Regions from separate parts of the Mus musculus genome. Here all the other regions are linked to region 2. A link is a contact called in public HiChIP or PLAC-seq data. All regions are on one chromosome and are shown on one strand. The core of a region is the stretch at or near the end of the contact, and the rest is flanking DNA. Distances in the headings are between cores, read along the strand shown. Region 1 overlaps Tnnt2 (troponin T2, cardiac). Region 2 overlaps Nav1 (neuron navigator 1). Region 3 overlaps Pkp1 (plakophilin 1).

What was found. HiChIP or PLAC-seq counts read pairs in DNA pulled down with a chosen protein or histone mark.
Region 1: a CTCF HiChIP or PLAC-seq map of the NIH/3T3 cell line shows a contact between it and region 2, with 9 read pairs. The contact joins two enhancer-like sites. A contact is called at or near these places in 2 of 39 promoter capture datasets (the HPC-7 cell line and HPC-7-derived erythroid cells), 1 of 15 datasets of contacts at CTCF or cohesin (the NIH/3T3 cell line), 1 of 484 Hi-C or Micro-C datasets (CD4 T cells) and 1 of 115 datasets of contacts at active chromatin or transcription factors (pancreatic cancer cells).
Region 3: a contact with region 2 is called in an HNF4G HiChIP or PLAC-seq map of pancreatic cancer cells. The contact joins two enhancer-like sites.

What each region holds. Positions count from the first base shown.
Region 1 is chr1:135,851,210-135,854,705 of GRCm38.p6, forward strand. Tnnt2 (troponin T2, cardiac) reads left to right here. Exons shown (of 15, transcript NM_001130181.2): 13 at 143-233; 14 at 487-527; 15 at 818-1,059. The coding sequence ends at 863. Among named protein-coding and RNA genes, the nearest start is that of Tnnt2, 17 kb to the left of the region's middle. Within about 2 kb of position 1,297, at least 88 of the 459 cell types and tissues checked have an H3K27ac peak or open chromatin away from gene starts, as enhancers often do. A contact at or near this core is called in the NIH/3T3 cell line and pancreatic cancer cells, where this site is marked.
Region 2 is chr1:135,533,816-135,537,238 of GRCm38.p6, forward strand. Nav1 (neuron navigator 1) reads right to left here. Exons shown (of 30, transcript NM_173437.2): 2 at 3,382-3,423. Among named protein-coding and RNA genes, the nearest start is that of Gm32940, 24 kb to the left of the region's middle. Within about 2 kb of position 1,711, at least 125 of the 459 cell types and tissues checked have an H3K27ac peak or open chromatin away from gene starts, as enhancers often do. A contact at or near this core is called in the NIH/3T3 cell line and pancreatic cancer cells, where this site is marked.
Region 3 is chr1:135,893,955-135,897,533 of GRCm38.p6, forward strand. The region is part of intron 2 of Pkp1 (plakophilin 1); the gene reads right to left. Among named protein-coding and RNA genes, the nearest start is that of Pkp1, 23 kb to the right of the region's middle. Within about 2 kb of position 1,652, at least 20 of the 459 cell types and tissues checked have an H3K27ac peak or open chromatin away from gene starts, as enhancers often do. A contact at or near this core is called in pancreatic cancer cells, where this site is marked.

The sequences.
Region 1 (3,496 bases), core at 47-2,546, 320 kb after region 2:
TGGGCACCCTTTGCAGACCTAACTGTGCAAGGACAGGCTGGGGCCCGTGAAGGCTGAGTTAGGACCAGGGTGAAAGCCAGCCAAGGCCACTCCACGCCTGTCTTCATCGCTCCTCACCTCGCTTCCATTGTGGCTCCTGCAGAGAGAAGGCCAAGGAGCTGTGGCAGAGTATTCACAACCTGGAGGCTGAGAAGTTCGACCTGCAGGAAAAGTTCAAGCAGCAGAAATACGAAGTGAGCTGCTCACTGTGTCTATCCGGCCATGCTCCTGGTTTGACCTAGTCCCTGCTACCGCTGACCCTCAGGCCCCTTTTCCCTGTCCCCATGCAATCCATGCACTGGTCCGTCTCCAACCGTGTTCTCATACTTCCCTCCACCCTGTTTGTACCCTTGCTTCGACACTGAGCCCCCTCCCTCCTCCCAGGCCTCCTTGAATGAGCCCCAACTTTATAATTTATCTTCCCTGCTTCCCCTCCCCCGCCCCCAGATCAACGTTCTGCGAAACCGGATCAATGACAACCAGAAAGTGTGAGTGTCTCTGGCCCTTCTCTTAGCACGATGCATCCCACCTCCCCTCTCCCCATCCTGTTGTCAGGGTTCTGACCCCAGCTTTCTCCTCTCTTTGAGTCACAGCTTCCTTCTTTCAGCCTTGGGCACAGCACCCAGTGCAGGGTGGGATAGGGGGTCCAAGGTGGTTGTTGTATTCCACCCCTGCTCCAGAATGCTCATCTCAACCCTTATCTCCCCTCCCCTGCCCGCTGTCCCATTGAGAACTGCTACCCCATCCCCCATCTGATGGGTTCCTGTTTCTCCTGTAGCTCCAAAACTCGTGGGAAGGCCAAAGTCACCGGGCGTTGGAAATAGATGAAACTGTTCTCGTCAAAGCTGTGCCCCCTGCTTGTGTCCTTGCCCCGTGCATCCCAGCTCTGGGTCCTCCTTGGCACCCAATGCAGACTCCTGTTTGGATAGTGGGAGCTGGCTTAGCTAGAAGCCAGTACTCTGCCTGACCCCTATGCCCGCACTATGCCAGCAATAAAAAGCCAACACACTGCACATATGGAATAGTGTTTCTCATCCGCCCCCTCCCTGAGTGTTACAGAGAATCAAGACCCTTGTATCTGTCCAACTCGGAGGAACTTATGCCAGTCTGGTCTTCTTCTCCCCTCCCCCCAGCTGGGGAGAAGCCGATGGCCGAGTATCGTGCATACATTCTGAGAACCGGAGGGAGGTGCGGGCAGAGGGCAGGGTTTATGTTTTAGCCTGTGAGAGTCACCAGGAACAGCATGCTGAGGAAGAGGCCTGTCACACAGGGAGGGAGCGTTCCCATGTGAGTCATTTGCTGGTGAACAATGGAGCCTCTTTGAATGGCTGCTGTTTTCTTTCTCCTCCTGGCCTGGGCACTAAGAGCCCACTGTCTGAGGGGGCAGGGAGCCCTTGAGGGAGGAAGGAAGGCTGGTTTCATTGGGCAGCTGTTCAGGCTAGAGCTGCCAAGGGACTTGGCCTAGCTTGAGTGCCTCAGTTTCCCCTTTCCCATGATCTGCATGTCTTCCAGGGCTTAAAGATCTCAGAGTGAAAAGGATAGCATGGTGGCATAGTTTCTGAGCAGGAAGCAAAGCACTTGGTCCATCAGCTCCCTAGGACAATCCTCCAAGCGGGAAGGTTCTCCTGTACCACCCAGCCTTTCTCAGGTCTCCCTGCTGGAATCCCTTCTCCCTGTTTTTTCTTTGCTATCCATCAGCCTGTGAGTTTTGCCTCAGAACTTTGCCCGTGATCTCTGAGGCAAAGTAGACTCACCTCTCGTTGCACTGAGCCCAACTTAAGCCCAACTTAGGCCTTCTAGCACACACTATTAGATGGATCTATTCCTACAAGAATCACTTGCCCTGCTCCCTGGCCACTGTACTGAGCTATTTATCCTGAGCTAGGAGCCCATAACAGATATTAACGGTACAGGCATAGAAACAATACGGCCCTAGGGGCTCAGCCTGTGGTCATGGCTTTGCTTGTTCATCTCTATTAGTTACTATTCTTGTTTGCCGTAACAAAATACCAGGCAGAAGCAACCTAAGAAAGAAAGGGTTCATTCTAGCTCACAGTTTAAACAACAGAGGGCATAGTCCACCATGGTGGGAAAGCACAGAGAAGAGCGTGAGGCTGCTAGCTCTTCCATGTCTTTGTGGATCAGGAAGTGCAGACAGCCTGGACCAGTGGTGGAGTGGACTATAATCCTCAAGTCCCACCTCCAGGGCCTCATGACTGCCAGGCCCCACATTCAGAAGGTTCCACAACCTCCCAAGCAGTGTCACCATTGGAGGATGAAGTGTTCAAACACGCAGGCTGGTGTGCAAGTGGGGTGGAGCGATGGGGGTGGGGGTGGGGGTGGGGGTGGGGGTGGGGGTGGAGCTGTATTTCACATCCAAACCATATCGCATCTATTCCTCAGTAGCTATGTCCCGAGCTCTGACTATATGCTGGACTCTGTGGGTCACAAAGAGGCTGTGATGGGTATCAAAGGAGCAGATAGGGCCTCACGTGGCCATGGCAGGCAGGAGTGCTTTTGGAGGAAGGTGTATCTAGTGAGCCCTAGTGGGAAGAAGGGGAGATCACTGAGAGATGTGTGTATGTATGGAGGGCGGGAGGGTTTACAAGTCTTAGAAGCAGGAGGCAGCCTGTCCCCTTGCTCTGAACTTTCCCCATCCCCAAAACCATATCTTTTCTCTTAAGGTTATCTGGGTGTTGGGAAGTTTTTGTTTGTTTGTTTGTTTTTTTTGTTTGTTTGTTTTTTTCCTTAAATGCTCACCATTTCTTTGTAGTGAGGATATTTGTCATGGGCTTTTATCTGTAGTAGTTCCCACACCCCAACCCCAGTCCACAGTTTTCTTTCCGTTATTATCATCAGTCACCAGGAAGTGTAAACACAAGTAGTTCAAAAAGGGTGGGGGGAGGGGCAAAAGAGAATGGGGAACATCCAAATAACTTTTTATTCCTACATATTAGTATTATGGTCCTATTTTACTATTACTTACTTTGCTAGCCTTTTGCTGTGCCTAATTTACAACTGAAACTTCAGCACATGTAGGAAAGCCATCACATATATAGGTAGGGCCTTGGTTTTAGGTAGGAAAGGTCTTTCCTCAAAAAAATGTAGGACTGGCTGGGCAGTGGTGGCACTCGCCTTTAATCCCAGCACTTGGGAGGCAGAGGCAGGTGGATTTCTGAGTTCAAGGCCAGTCTGGTCTACAGAGTGAGTTCCAGGACAGCCAGGGCTACACAGAGAAACCCTGTCTCGAAAAACCAAACCAACCAACCAACCAACCAACCAACCAACCAAACAAACAAACAAACGGAGGACTCATAGAAATACACAACACACAATACATTATTATTAACTGGCAGGGCCTAAGAACTTATCTGCCCTCTGCCCTCTGCCCCAGTCTCCCAGTTTCCCTATCCTCTGCTTCTGTTAGCTCGAGTCTTCTCGGCTCTATATCTAAGTG
Region 2 (3,423 bases), core at 461-2,960:
CTTTGATCTGTGATCACTTCTCTTTCACGGGGACATTAGTCACAGGCCACTGGGTTTGTTTGTCTGTTTGTTTTTATGAAGTTGCTTGAAAAAAAGAAAAGCTCTCCCAAATGGTTTCTATTGAGCTGGAGAAAATGGCCTTCCTTCTCCTTAGCAGAACTGGAGGAGTCAGCGGTCCTGGGAATCAGCATTGGGGTTCTTGCAGCTGACCCACGGGAATGAGTGATGTCCTGCGTGCTCTCCACTGGCCTACACCCACCTTTCCCTGTGGGCCCAACAGTCCCAGCATCCTTTGCAGTTCTGCATCAGCTACTAGTTAGGGTTGGACCTCAACACCATCTCCATCTCCTGGGGGACAAAGGAAGTTCCCTGATGTCGGGGAAGCCACGGTCAGTCTGGTTGCTCACCTCCGTATTCTAGCACCTCATGAGGGAGGAGGCAGACCCAGGATGACTGTGCTGAATGTGGTAGGGACTGTCTCACCACAGATGAAGGTCAGGGCCTCATGCAGTAAGTACTTAGCAAAAAGAGGCTAACTGTGAGATGATGATGATGGTGGTGGTGGTGATGATGATGACAGAGGAGGAGCAGGAGGAGCAGCAGGAGAACATGGGGGTACACGGGGGAACTGGCTTGGGTACTTGGCTTCCAACACAGTAGCAAGCACATAAGGAAGTGAGGGCCCCCCACTCACCTCTGCCCCTGGCCTACCCTCTGTGTTACTCTCTGAACAGAAAACGCCTCTCTCCTATTTTGAGGCTCTATTTTGTTGTTGATGATTTTGTTTTGTTTTGTTTGTTGTTTCTTGAGACAGGGTTCTCTGTGCAGCCCTGGCTGTCCTGGCATTCACTCTGTAGACCAGGCTGGCCTCGAACTCAGCCTCCCCAGTGCTGGGAGTCGAGGGATGCAATATAACCATCCAGGTTTTTGCACTAAACCCCATCTCTAGCTCTCAGAGGAAAAGGTTTCTAGCTCACAGCTGATCTTCTGACCTGCAGCCCGAGCCTGGCCCCAGGCTTGCCTCTGGGGTATGGGAGGGGGGAGGTCAGTTTTGTTTCCTCTCCTCACCATCCCTACCTCAGACTTTTCTCACAGAGGGAAACATAGCTGCAGAAATAGAGGATGTAGCCTGAACGTCAAGTTTCCAAAAAGGAACTGAGTCTAAGTCACCCTGTGAGTCCCAGGGGGAGGGTGACCTTGGCAGATGCACCCTTAAACCCCCAAGGCCTTCGGGATGAGACTGTGTTGGCTCTGAAGGCTGGTGCCTCATGCTGTGTAGATAGATGCAGAGCTGCCCACATCAGCCTGTGGGGTCCAGCGTGTGTGTCTTTTCCCCCCAGTCTTTTCTCTAGTTTAGGGGAATATTGCTCCAAGGTACAGGGAGAGATTGATTGATAAAAAGCACTTTAAAAAGCAAAAGAGCCGTAAAAGTCAGGACACTGGTGTTTGGGTTATCCAAGTGTGGACTGGAGCTAATGTAAACTAAAGGCTAAGAGAGGAAGTGACCCGGACGGAGTATACAGTAAACAGAAGACCCAGAGGCCTGTTGGTCCTTTCTTTTCCATAAAGGGAGGCTGGAGCCAGAGGCCCCAAGGCTCTTGTCTCAACCAGTCAGCTTTAGGCTTCCCGACTTCCCTGGGGCCTCAGGGCAGGCATGAAGACACCAGGAGGCTGGAGCAGCTGCCTCTGCCCTGCTTCTGGGGGTGAGTCATTTGGGGTGTGACTCTTATAGCAGCTCAGCAATTCTCAGCTCCTTTGGCACGATCTTGGCCAGTGACTTGGCATGGAGAGATGTCCCAGAAACTTCCTTGGATAGGGGAAAGATTTGTCTATAGGGGGCTAAACTGTTGGATAACAGCTGAGTTAGAGCCTCCACTCTATCTCTATCTGGATTCCTATTTAGGGCTTGTGGGATGGGCAGGGGCTGTACCAAGGCTCCTGAAGCAACACAGACCACTTTCCCCTTACTTCCCTGACTGCCTCCTCCTAGTCCTCAGAAAGATGCTTAGGCATCTGGGACTAAGAGCCAACTCTTTTCTTTCTTTCTTTCTTTCCTTTTTTTTTTGTTTTTTGTTTTTTTGTTTTTTGTTTTTCGAGACAGGGTTTCTCTATGTAGCCCTGGCAGTCCTGGAACTCACTCTGTAGACCAGGCTGGTTTTGAACTCAGAAATCCACCTGCCTTTGCCTCCCAAGTGCTGGGATTAAAGGCGAGTTTCACCACCACCAGGGTAAGAGCCAGCTTTTTCAAGTCAGGGATATGAGTGGGCCTGTAGGGGGTAAGGGGAGGAGAAAGGTCTCAACAAGAAGCCCTAAGGCCAATGGATGAAGGCTCCCAAGGCCGAGGTTCAGCAACAGTTATGTGCTCCCACAGAGACTGCAATGATGCCCTAAAGGTAACAGGTCCTCTGACATTGAAGGCATGAAGGTGTGTCTGGATACTCCTCTGGCTGGCTGTGCCCTGAGCTAATAAAACTCCCTTTCCCCATGTCCCAAATTTGCATTCAGTTTTCTAGCACCAGGAGACAGAGAGGAACCTACCTCTAGTTCAACTGAGGAGGCTTCTGGTTCTTAATAAACAGGCCCTCTATGTCCATGCTCCACGATTTCCCAGTCTTGGCTGCCTGCTCACCTCCCCCCTCAGAACTCAGCTGGGCCCTCTGTCCCCCTTAGAGCTGACAGTATGAGCTCATCTGAACAGCCCAGGGAAGCCCAGAGGAACTGAATGGGAAATTCTGACTCACGGAGGGGTTGGTGCCAGAATGCTGCTCTTGGGGAAAAAGGCTGAGGGAGGGCTGTGTACCCTATAGCTGGGGGCTTGGGGGTTTCTGTAAGGGCTGGGGGAACAAGAGGGGATACCACTGGGTTGATTTTCTGGGTACCAGTATGTAGACCCTGTTGGGCACTCAGCCCTCCTTTAGGAGTGATAGAAGAGACTCGAGGACACCTGGCTGGTAGAGGGCTGATGAACCCAGGTGTTGGGATGCGGGGTACTAGCATCCCAGAGGGATGGGACTGAAAAGGAGGAGGGGTGAAGGGGTGTTCAGTAAACAAAGGCCTCTTGAAAAAGGAGGAGACTGTAGCCCACAGAGAGAACAGGTACCACAAACTGCACACCTGGCTTTCCACCCATACCCAGCCACCGTCACGGATGATAGCCTGTGTTCAACCATAAGCAAAGGCAAGACTGAGCAGGGTTTCTGCAGTGGTGCCGAGTTCCCCTTTCTTTGTAGCGCTGGCAATACGGGGGCCCCAAATGCCTGTGTTCACAGAGGCCAAGGCCCTCTGGTCAACCTGGGATGGCCATGTGGAGGTGTGGGGAGACACCGGCCCTTGCCCTCCAGACCCAGTAAGAGCACATCACCAAGGGCAGCCCAAGCTCACCTGTGAGTCACCTGGGAGCCTCGCAGGCTGGACATGGTTTCT
Region 3 (3,579 bases), core at 402-2,901, 360 kb after region 2:
CCACAGTCCAAGGTAAGCCAGATAAGACTGCATGGGCCAGAACTCCCCATACTCAGCCTATGTTCTGCCCTCTCTTTCCTAATGACGTAGGAGGAGTCATTAGGAGAGTTACCTGCTCAGAAAGGGAAGCCAGGCTTTGGGCCAGGCTGTATTTGTTTCCTTGCGTGGCTGTTCCTGCATCTGAGGAAGACACTTCTTCATTATGCTAGAGAAGCCCCCAGGTTGTTTAGTGGCTCTGCCTTTAAGGCCCCCTGCCCTCTGCCCCAAATGTTTTCTTTCATTCTTCTCCTTCTTCCTGAAGACGGAGGTGTTTCAACCCACACTGATGCTCCCTCTCTTCCGGCTCATCCTTAGGTAGGAAGCTCTCAGGAGCCCACTGGGTCACTGTGTAGGCAAGGAACGTGAGTTCTAGAGTGAGCTGGATCAAAGCAAACCAATACATTTCTTAAGCTCCTACGGCCCAAGAAACCTGTATTTGCTGAAGTCTTCGGGCAGGACAGTAAGCAGCCATTCTGGACGAGGTGGCACCCACCTGACTGTTCTCTCTGCTTTCTTCTTTTGTATTGCTACCGATCGGACTGTGGTCCTAGGCACTTCCTAACTTCTCCCACCAGACCCCAGGGTCCCCCTGGCCCTGCCTCCTCAGACACTCAGACCTGCCTTTCTCAGGCAAAGCTTCCGTCAGTCCCAACTTTGCTGCAGAGCTTACTGTATCTCTGCTACTTACCAGGCAAGCACATCAACTTGACCCTATTCCCTCTAGCCCTCTATAACCCCCACAGCCAGCCATTTCTTCCCTCCTAACACCTCCCTCTCACACTGTCCCACAACAGCAGACATACCCTGGGCCCCTGCTTCACCTGCTCTCTGCCCACCATTTGAACTCTACATTTCTCTCAAGTCTCTGCCCAAACCTGTCATCTACATCGAGTCTGTTGTGCCCCTTCCTGGCTCTGGATGCCCACAGCTGGACTCCTCCAGCTGCACACCTAATATCCCCTGGTCTTGTCTGCTCTCTGGTTATCACAGCAGGGCTCATTTATTCTCCCAAGCTTTTCAAGCAAAAGGCATTTTACTGTGCCTAGCCCGATGAGTGGTGGTGGTAGTGGTGGTGGTGGTGGTGGTAGTGTGTGTGTGTCTATGTGTGTGTGTGTGTGTGTGTGTGTGTGTGTGTGTGTGTGAGCAGTGGCTGGGTTCCCAGCATGCACTGGTGGAAAAGAGAGGATTTCTCCTGGGAATGGAGGCTCCAGTTGCTGTTGAGCACTGGGTTCCCCATGGCCTCCTTGCCCAGGAGTCTACCACAGATGAAGTGGGCTGGTAGAGGATAGGAGGGCCTCTGAGCAGGGCAAGACAGGTGGCACAGACTGAGCTCTGCTGAGGTTCAGGACACTTCCCTTTACCCTGACCTGGGATATAGCTGATACCTGGCTGATCCCAGAAAATTCTATTTCGATTCTGCATAACCAGACAGAAACTGCCTAGCTCTTTGGGAGCTGTATGTGCAAGGCAGGCCAAGATGAAAAGAGTGTCCGTGTCCCCAGCTATTAGCCCATTTTGAAACCACGCTTCTGCCAACAAGGTGGGGCTGGCCAAACTGGCTCTGCCACAGGACACACCCTTCTCTGCCTGGCAAGTCACACACCCAGTGGAGTGTCCAACAGGGCCATGTTCAGCAAGGCAATCTCCCCACGCCCTTTGCATGAAAGCCAGTATGCATACAACTTCACAGAGTCCTCATCCCTTGTGGGCCCAGAGAGAGCTTTCTAGAGAAAGGACCTGACCAGAAAGCCCCTGCAGGACAGGCTTCATGGTTGTTAATCTCTCAACTACCATTGCCTGTCTGTGCCCACTGAGGACCCTTACACAGTAATGACAACAAGCTGTCTTGCATTTTACTAGGGATTTGTCCACTCCTGCGGAACAAGCTATATCTGATATGCAGATACTTTGTTGAGTGTTCCTGGGCCTTTTAGACTCTGTTCCTTTACCAACAAGGCATCCAAGAGGGGCACACAGGACCCAAGGCATAGAGAGTTCTCTGAAAGGCACAGAGGGTTGCTTATTTAGCAGTCTGAGTCAGTAAGTGAGCTGCTGAGATCTGAGTTACTAAAGATGGAACTTCATCAGGGAGAGAGTCAGTCTCTGACTCGTCTTGAGAAGCAGAGGGCCCAAACTGGGCTGGACTTCTTATTTCCTGGCACACAGTTGTAAGGACAACCACACTGGTCGGACTCCCCGATGTCCATTCAGGCACAGAGGTGCCACTTGGCCTTGAAGGAGGCTGGGGTGGGTGTTCCTCTTTGTGGAGTCTCAAAGGCAAAGAGACACAGCTGCAATTATGTCACCACAGCCTGAAACTCAGGGGCACTCCAGAAACACCCGAGAGATGCCCATGATCCCAAAGGTACTGTCTGGTTAACAGTTTTGTTTTGTTTCTTTGGTTTTTCAAGACAGGGTTTCCCTGTATATCTTTGACTGTCCTGGGACTTGCTCTGTAGACCAGGCTGGCCTTGAACTCACAGAGATCCACCTGCCTCTGCCTCCTGAGTGCTAGGATTAAAGGTCTGCACCTCCTCTTCCCCATTGGCAACCAGTTCCTATCTGAGAAGAGGAACAACGGCAGACTCCACTGTAGTCCAGCTCCAGGGCCCAAATACGTTTTGTTACTGATTTTTTTGTCTGTCTGTCTGCTTGAAATAGTCTTAACTCATTGTCCAGTCATAATTATTCTTTCTCAGCCTCCTAACTGTTAGGATTATAGGGATGAGCCACCTTAGAAAAACATTAAAATGTAAAAAACAAACGTTTGGGTGCCCATCTCGAAAGTGTACGTAGACTTTGTGAGAAAGCTGGCCAGTAACAAACACTCAGGGTCTCTCTTGACCTCCGAAGAGCATGAACTGGGAGCACCTACCAATACAATACGTAATAATGGTATTACGAGACATTTGCAGATAACTGAAGACGGAGCTCCCAAAGCATCTAGATGGCTGCAGCCCAGGTCTGGGGGCACTACAGAACTCTGATCAGTAGCCTGAGAGGCTTTTGGGAGGTGTCTTTCTCTCTGGAGACACCCAGTGTTCCTGTGACCTGGCCTCCTTGGCTGTAGGTTCCAGGTCCTCCTTATGGGGGTGAGAAGCCCCTAGGGTCTCCTCATATACAGTGAGAGGCATGAAACTGAGCAGGTACCAACTGCTATCAGAACCGATCGCCATAGCAGCTACAGCGCCCTCCATCTCTACATCCTCCTCCCTGCTTGATCAGATCCTCTCCTTCCTCCTCCAACCCACTGGAGAAGTAGGGTTGTTGTAGCTCGTGTCACTGTCAGAGTGATTTTGGGAACAAGGATGTGAGAGTTTATACGCATGTTTCTTTTTAAAGATTAAAAATATATTGTTAACTATGTGTAAGAGTGTGTGTGCATGTGGACAGGTGCATGTGAGTGCAGGTGCTCACGTGAACAGAGGTGTCAGATCCCCTGGAAAATGGGGTCACAGAATTGCAAGCTGAGTGACGTGAGTGCTGGAAGCCAAACTTCTGTCCTCTGGAAGAGCATAGAGTTTTCTTAAGTGCAAAGCC